2 separate regions of the Mus musculus genome follow, and region 1 is linked to region 2. Evidence: chromatin contacts called from public HiCAR-type data. All regions are on one chromosome and are shown on one strand. Each heading gives the region's core, a stretch centred on a gene start, on an enhancer-like site or on the middle of the called end of the contact. The rest is flanking DNA. Distances are from core to core; before and after follow the strand shown.

Region 1 (3,586 bases), core at 854-3,353, 2.4 Mb before region 2:
TACAGACTTCACAGGCAGAGGATTGCAGCCACCCCCACCACAAAGGGCAGCCCTTGTCCAAATTCCTCAGATAAGCGGCCCTGAGCAGAACAGGAGGCCCAGTGCACAGAACAGGCACCTCTATCCACAGATTCCAAAATCTGAATCAGACCACATAGCTTCTCTCCTTCCAACAGAATTCACCCAACAGGTCTTCCAACTGGCCAAATCTGGTTGACAAATGCCTCCGGCAAAGTCTCTGGCAACCAATTTACTTCCTCTTTCTGGGGCTCATTATCCCAATCCGTCTAACACACCTCTGAGCGCTCTGAATAGTGGGGCAGGTCCAGCTAACTAGGCCCACAAGACCTAAGAAGCAAGGGACAGGCTAGGAGGGGGAAGCATCTCGGGAGCTGGGCCAGGGGCCTATCTACTGCAACTTCCCTTTACAAAGCTGATGGAGAAACCTGTATTAGGTCCAGTGTGCCGAAGAGGGAACAGGAACCCAGAAAGAGCCTGAACTTGACTTCCTTTCCCCATTAGCTGGACTCTACGGACCTCTGCAGGCAGGTCAGGACTGTGTGACCGCCATGAGCTCAACCTGCAAAAGGTGGACTGGGACCTCATTCAGCAATAAACTGGGAAGCTGGACCTACTAGGACGATGACGGACACAAAATCAAACCCGATGGCTTTTTTCACAGGGGAAGGCAGTCTCCTGGCAAGGACATTTGCATTGCAAAGCAGTCCAGCTTTAGCCAGTGGAGGGCAGTCACTCAAGAGGGGGCTGGGCAACCCAAAATCCAGCCACCTCCCGCAATCAAATCCAGGGAGTGCCTGGAACTGGGCTTTCCCAGCCAAGGGGAGAGAGCCAGAGAGCCCTGGCTGGCCCAATCTCTCAATCGTATGACAGCCACAGGAGCCAGCTTGGTGGCAAGGTGGCCTGAGACACCCTTACTTAATCCCTTAAAGTGAAAATCTCAGTCAGCTCTCTCCATACAAATCTGTAAAACGGGTGACTTGAAGAGTGCACGCAGGGCCCTAAAAGGTTTCTGGCTGGTCACCTGCAGACAAATGCCAGGCGCTCTGCCAGCTCACTCAGACCTAAGTCCTGCTTAGAGCAAATCTTTCCCCAGGCGGGCCCCTTGCCCATCCGTCCCTAGCTGAGTCTTCCACATTTGCCAAGTGGCTAGATCTCACTCATCAGCACTCCCCACCCTCCCCTGCAAACGCGAAAACCTCAATGCCTACCTGGACGACAAGCTGACAAAATCCCCGCCATCCAGCAGCCGGACCTTGCAAAAGAGGACCCCGTTCACGAAGGGGACCGCAGTCAGCTCCTCCAAGGTGAAAGTGGTTTGAAATTTAAATTTCTTCTTCTTCATCAAAAAAGCCATGAGCAAGTTCCCTGAGTCTGAAGCCCGCAGGGCCAAAAAGAAAAAGAAAAGAAAAAAGAAAAAAAGAAGGGGATACTAGAAAACCCCAGGATTCCTTTCCCGACACCACACCCCCCTCCTCAAAAACACCAGAGCTGGATCCAGTCCAGATGGCGGCGGAGGCTGCGGGCAGGAGAGGATCTGAGTTCGGAGCCCCAGGTCCAGTGAGCCGGCTGCTCTCACCCTCGGGGAACCCGGGCTCCACTGACATGTAAACAGCGAGGTGCGGCCCCGGCAGCGGGGGCTGGCGTGGAGGGCGGCTCGCAAGCGAGCAGCAGCATCCCGATCCGCGGGGCCCGGCGGACCGGTGAGACTGACGGAGACGGCCGGGCGAACCGCTGGAGACCCGGGCGGCGGCCCCGCCTCCGCCCCGCTGGCTGCCGTGGGAGGTGCCCAGGCGACGCACACGCCTCCGCACCTGGCGCACCGCGGCCTGCGCAGGTGAGGCCCCGGGAAGCGGAAGCCACCTCGGCGACCGACCCGGCTCTGCAGGGACCGCTTCGGGAGGCTCTGCCGGGCCGGGAACGTGTGCCGGTCCGCCTCCCGCTCAGTCCTGGGACCTACGCCGCTCCTGCCCTGCCCGAGTCTCAGGCGCCTTCCGACCCGGCCGGATGGCTTCTGCCTCGGTTAGCACCGCTGGAGCACAGCGGCGCCGTCGCCCGCACCTCCGGACGCAGCCGGCTGAGCCCGACGCAGCTCGGCGCTGCTCGGAGAATGCCGAAGCCCCGGCGCGACCGCCCGCGGAGCCGCGGCCGAGAGCAGCAGGGGCGGGGCGCGCGAGGCTCACAGCCAACCTGCGATTGGACAGGCCGACTGTACGAACACGAATTTCTATTGGCTGGCGGTGGCGTGGGGCGGGGCTCGCGGAGGCAGGGCCAGTTGAGGGCGCTCGGATTGGAGCGCTCGCGGGGCTGGACCCGCCTCCTTGAGAAGCGCGGTGGGGGGGGGTGCGGAGAGGCGGTGGGAGGTCGCGGGGTGTGGGGGCCGGCACTGGAAAGAACGGGAGGAGAGCGCGAGCCCAAGAAAAGGAGAAACAATGACTAGGGGAAACAATCTGGAAACTAGGGCTAGAACGGCCTGCCCGGATCCCGCCAAGACCTGAGCTCAGTGAGCAATGAAGCAGGCTGAGGAGGTAGCACCCCTGTTCTCAGGAAAACAATCGCAGAGGTGTCTCAAGACCTATGCAGGTCTTGCTCGCCTCTAAAAATGACAAGCATCTGTCCTGGCTTTGCCGCTCTTGAAGATCCATTGGAGCCCGGCAACCTTGTGACTCGGCCTGCCTGGTTCCAGGCTGTTATCTAAGGCTTTTGTTTAAAGTTTCCCGATAGTTATGGCAAAGGACACCTTGGGGACCTCGTACTCTCCAAACTATCGGCATTTTATGATTCTTTTTATCCAGGCCGCCAGTGTTTAGGAACTCTGTCCTGAGTCAGGCAGGCACCCAGTGGAAAGACTGGATCTGAGAGTCTGCTGAAGAACTCAAGTAGGGAGGTCAGAGGAGGCGTGTGCTTTCGGATTGGAACGGAAGTTCAAAGGATTCTGACACAAAGCCGGCCAAGCATCGGGGTACAGGCAGTGGCAGTCACTAGAGGCCTGCTGGCCCGGCAGCATGGTACTCAAAAAGTTTGTGGAGTATCCCTGGATGAATTCTAATTTGAGAGAACAGCAGATCAGGCTAGAATCTGGCCCAGTCTTGTAGACCAGAGCAAAGAAGGAGGCATCTCCTGGTTTTTTGAGCTAGATAGTGACTTGATTGTTCTGGCATCAGATAACTTGGAGGAAAGAAAATGGGGAAATGGGTGAGTGAAAGGCCGTTTTTGATCCGGGCAGGAGATAAGTTAAGGTCTGCTGGACTTCCCTGTGGAAAATTAAAGAGAGTTGGGCTGATTGGCATTTGAGATGTAAATTCTCTGCCGGACATCATGTTTGATACCATGCATGATATCATGTTTGGACATGTGCATGAAGACTTCCTGAGCTTACATTTCAGAAGCATGGGTGGCAATCTCTGCTCCTCATAATTGTCCCATAATGTGGAAAACGCAGTCAGATTGGAGATGAAACGAACCAATCCATCCAGACCTCCCTGATGTAGCTAGGCATCTCCTTTTGAAGGTGAGGAAGTAGAGGCCTGAAGGCTTTGTCTTTTAAAAAATAAATTACGTTTGTTGA
Region 2 (4,085 bases), core at 960-3,459:
ACATAAAATAAATAACTAATTCTTAAAAAAAAAACAAACAAACAAACAAACAACCTTTGAGATGGATGGACGCTGCATGGGGCTAGCCATAGAGGCAGCCAGACTGCTGGGGCCAGAGAGTAGCTGGTACTAGCGTGGAGTGGTGTCTTTCTTACATTGCCCCACTACGAAGGCCTGTGTGGGCTTCACAGTCCATGCCTCCCCACATCGCACCTCAAAGAAGTAACTTGGGATGCTGAGGAGATTGTTCTGTGGTTAAGATGACTGGTTTTTCTTCCAGAGACCTGGGTTCAGTTCCCAGCACATACATGGTGTTTTACAATCTACTATAATTTCAGTCCCAGGGGATCCATTTGCCTCCTCAGGCACCAGGCAAGACTCTGGTGCACACACATACATACAGACAAAACACTCATATAAATAAAGTCAAAATTCACACAGCAGGGTGCCCCACACCTGTAATTTCAGCTCCTGGGAGGATAAGGCAGGAGGATGGACATTATCTCAAAAAAACAAACCAAAGCAAGCAAAACAGACAAAAAGAAAGTATGACTAAAAGAGTGATGTAAACTGTAGTTGGCGGTAATAATGTGTCAGGATTGTTCCTCAACTGTAACAAAGTATCGGATCATTGTAAAATGTTAATACAAGCCGGGTGGGCGTGGTGGCACAAGTCTTTAATCCCAGCACTTGCTCGGCACACGCAGGAGGATCTCTGAGTTTGAGGGCATCCTGGTTTACATAGTAAGTTCCAGGACAGCCAGGGCTATATATTAAGGCCTGTTTCAAAAACAACAACAAAAAGTTAATATAAAACTATCAGGCAGAAAAGTTTTTTGGGGAGGAACCTGTTGGTGTTCTGGGTTATACAGGAGAGCAAAGAAAAGGAGACACTGCAGGACCTGTTAGGCTTCTCAGCAGCAGGGGCTCATCCTCTCAGGCATTGAACTTCACATATTTACCATTTTGCAGACCCTCCTTACTGTTACACAAAAGGTACTTGTAGCAAGTCAATTTCTGTATACCAAAACCTGCTACCTTATCTAGGCTTCTCTGAAGGAACCCTACCTAAGCAATACTCAGGCATAACCTACATTCCCAGGCATACCTAAGCAAGTCCCAGGAGACATCCTGGTTTGTCAGGTATGTCTCAGGACTAAGTTATGCAAAGGCTCTGAGAATCCTTGGAAGAGCAACCCCATAAAACCTCAGACAACAATCAATAACTTTACAAAAGGCTTCTTCAAACCCTAGGTACAATCCCTCTGGAATTCATGCCAGATACAATGGCTGCTATTATAGCAGCAGCTAAAAGTCTTCTGCAGGGACTTCTTTCAGTCCTATCTTCTCATTCTTTACTTAAAATGATTTTAAAGTAGACACAGAATGTTGATCAGTGATTTGCATGCTGGAGACCTTGGATTTGATCCAGGGCTGCCAAAAATCAATCAATCAATCAATCACAGCACTCAGGTGGTTGATGGAAGATTGAGTTTGAGGTCAGTCCAAGCTACATAGTAAGACCCTGTATCAATTTCTTTTTTAAAAAATTTAAAGTACTACATGCAAACAAATGAATTAAACTGATAAAGAATAAAGTCTGGGGCTGGCAAGATGGCTCAGCGGGTAAGAGCACCAATTGCTCTTCCAAAGGTCCTGAGTTCAAATCCCAGCAACCACATGGTGGCTCACAACCATCCGTAATGAGATCTGATGCCCTCTTCTGGCACGTCTGAAGACAGCTACAGTGTACTTATGTATAATAATAAATAAATCTTTTTAAAAAACCAAAAGAATAAAGTCTGGACGAGGCTGGGAATATAGCTCACTGGTGGAGCACTAAATTTAGCACGCGTCGGGCCTTAGCTGGAGTCCCAGGAAACTGAATGGATAAATAAAAAGAAAGTGCAAATGAACTGGATAAAGGTAGTCTTTTGTAATTTCCAATAGGGTGCCCTTACATAAAACATGGAAGCTAAATATCACCAGGGTACCTAACAATGGAAAGGGCGGCACATGAGCCTTACTGGGTTCGGACAGCGTAGTGCTGCGAACTCGTTGCCCTGGAGACAGGGTACCAACGCAGCAGCCTCCGCACTCGCACGTGGCGTTTCTGAGCTCCGCCTCAGCCTGGCACCCAGGACACGCCCCACTCTCCGCTGGGCCTCTGATTGGGCAGCTCCGCGGAGGTGTGGCCGGAAGAGGCGAGGCTAACTGGCAGGCGCGCGGTGGGCCTGGAAACATGGCGGAGCGCCCGAGGAAGCGTCCGTGTGGTCCGGTATGTGCGGACCGATGGGTTCCGGGCTAGGCCTGGAATCTGCAGCGTGTCACAGTGGTGTCGGCCCGGGTCTTCTGCTCTCTCCTCTCCCCTCGCCCCTCTCCCGTAGCCTGAGCTTGCAGAGTTAGCTGGTCCGATCTACATTCATTCGCGGGGCGACGGTGTCTTGAGTCCTCTCCTGGCTTATTTTCTGATTCCTAGGGCGACTTTATGGCCATACCTGTCTTCCCCTTGTCTCGGTTTCTTCTTTTGCCCAATGGGGATTCATTCCTCAGCTTCCCGGATCTGATCCCAGGCTTTGTGCACGGCGAGTCCCTGTGTACTTCTACCCTGGTTTGAGAGAGTCAGATGGCGGGAGGCCCGATGGGATGCGCCCCTCCTATGTGTGACCGGTCAGCCTCTCAATCTTCCTCCTTACTTGCAGGGTGAACATGGCCAAAGGGTTGAATGGCGAAAATGGAAACAGCAGAGTAAGTAAAAAGCTGAGGCCGGGTTGGGCAAGCGCACTGAGCCCTCCCTTTCCACAAACCAGCTAATGGCCCGACGAGCCCTCTTTGGGTCTCAGTGTATCCAAGTGAGTGGTGGCAGCCTCTCCAGAGCCTAGGCTAGCCCAGCGAGAAGGAACTCTCCTCCCCATGTCAAGTCCTTTCCCTCCAATAATTCTCCAGAAAAAGAGGAGAAAAAGAAGTGGAAGGACCTCAAGATAATGAAGAAACTGGAGCGGCAGCGTGCCCAAGAGGAAGAGGCTAAACGCCAGGAAGAGGAGGAAGAGGCGGCGGCCCAGAGGAGCAACCAAGGTAAGCAGCTGGGTCGTGAGGTAAGTTGAATCTCTGAGCCATGGGGACATGCAAGGGAGGGAAGGTCCACAGCCTGTCAGGCTGACAGGAACATCCCCTGTCCCTGCTAGGACGGCCTTACACTCTGAGTGTGGCCCTGCCAGGCTCCATCCTGGACAATGCCCAGTCACCTGAGCTCCGCACCTACCTGGCTGGCCAGATCGCCAGAGCCTGCACCATCTTCTGTGTGGATGAGATTGTGGTGTTCGATGAGGAGGGCCAAGATACCAAGTGAGAGTCTCTGGGGAGTGGGGAGGACCAGCAGGGGTGGCCATGGCTTTGTCCTGCTCCTTGTCACCTGCCTGGCTGCCTGGAAGGAGCTCTCAAAGGCAGCTGCAGACTCACTTTTTCTCACCCTTGGTGCTAGAGAGTGGACTCAGGGTTTTGCCCATGGTCTGTGCTGAGGCTCAGCACTTGGATGGTTTGGGTTGTGTTTAGCATTTCTTTATGGTGCTTGTGTACAAACACCAGTGTGGTTCTGGAGACCAGAAGGCCACTTGAGCTGAGCAGTGGTGGCACACGCCTTTCATCCCAGCACTCAGGAGGCAGAGGCAGGTGGATCTCTGAGAGTTCAGTGCCAGTCTGGTCTACAGAGCAAGGTCTGGGACTGCCAGGGCTATGCCAAGAAACCCTGTCCCCAAAAACAAATGAAAAAGAAAGAAAATAAAAAAAAAAGTATAATAAGCCCAGCACTTGGATCTTGAGGTCTGTCTTAATCTTTCCAGGAGTGTGGAAGGAGAATTCAGGGGAGTTGGCAAGAAAGGGCAGGCATGTGTCCAGCTGGCCCGCATCCTACAGTACCTGGAGTGTCCACAGTAAGTGTGAGGTGAGGGCAGTGGCTGGGAGGCAGCCTCCCCAGGATGGACCTGACAGATGCATTCCTCCCTAGGTACCTGAGAAAGGCGTTCTTCCCCAAGCACCAAGATCTGCAGTTTGCAGGTACAGCTAGTGTGCCTGCCCCATTTCCCATG

Evidence for each region. HiCAR-type assays count read pairs that join an accessible place to other places.
Region 1: a HiCAR-type map of astrocytes shows a contact between it and region 2, with 5 times the contacts expected there. The contact joins the promoter of Fam102a here to the promoter of Spout1 in region 2. A contact is called at or near these places in 1 of 39 promoter capture datasets (cranial neural crest) and 1 of 115 datasets of contacts at active chromatin or transcription factors (astrocytes).

Annotation. Positions count from the first base shown.
Region 1 is chr2:32,533,876-32,537,461 of GRCm38.p6, reverse strand. Fam102a (family with sequence similarity 102, member A) reads right to left here and starts at 2,103. Exons shown (of 11, transcript NM_153560.4): 1 at 1,230-2,103. The coding sequence starts at 1,375.
Region 2 is chr2:30,176,583-30,180,667 of GRCm38.p6, reverse strand. It overlaps Spout1 (SPOUT domain containing methyltransferase 1), which reads left to right and starts at 2,209. Exons shown (of 12, transcript NM_172660.4): 1 at 2,209-2,278; 2 at 2,703-2,748; 3 at 2,947-3,075; 4 at 3,186-3,345; 5 at 3,840-3,929; 6 at 4,004-4,053. The coding sequence starts at 2,243.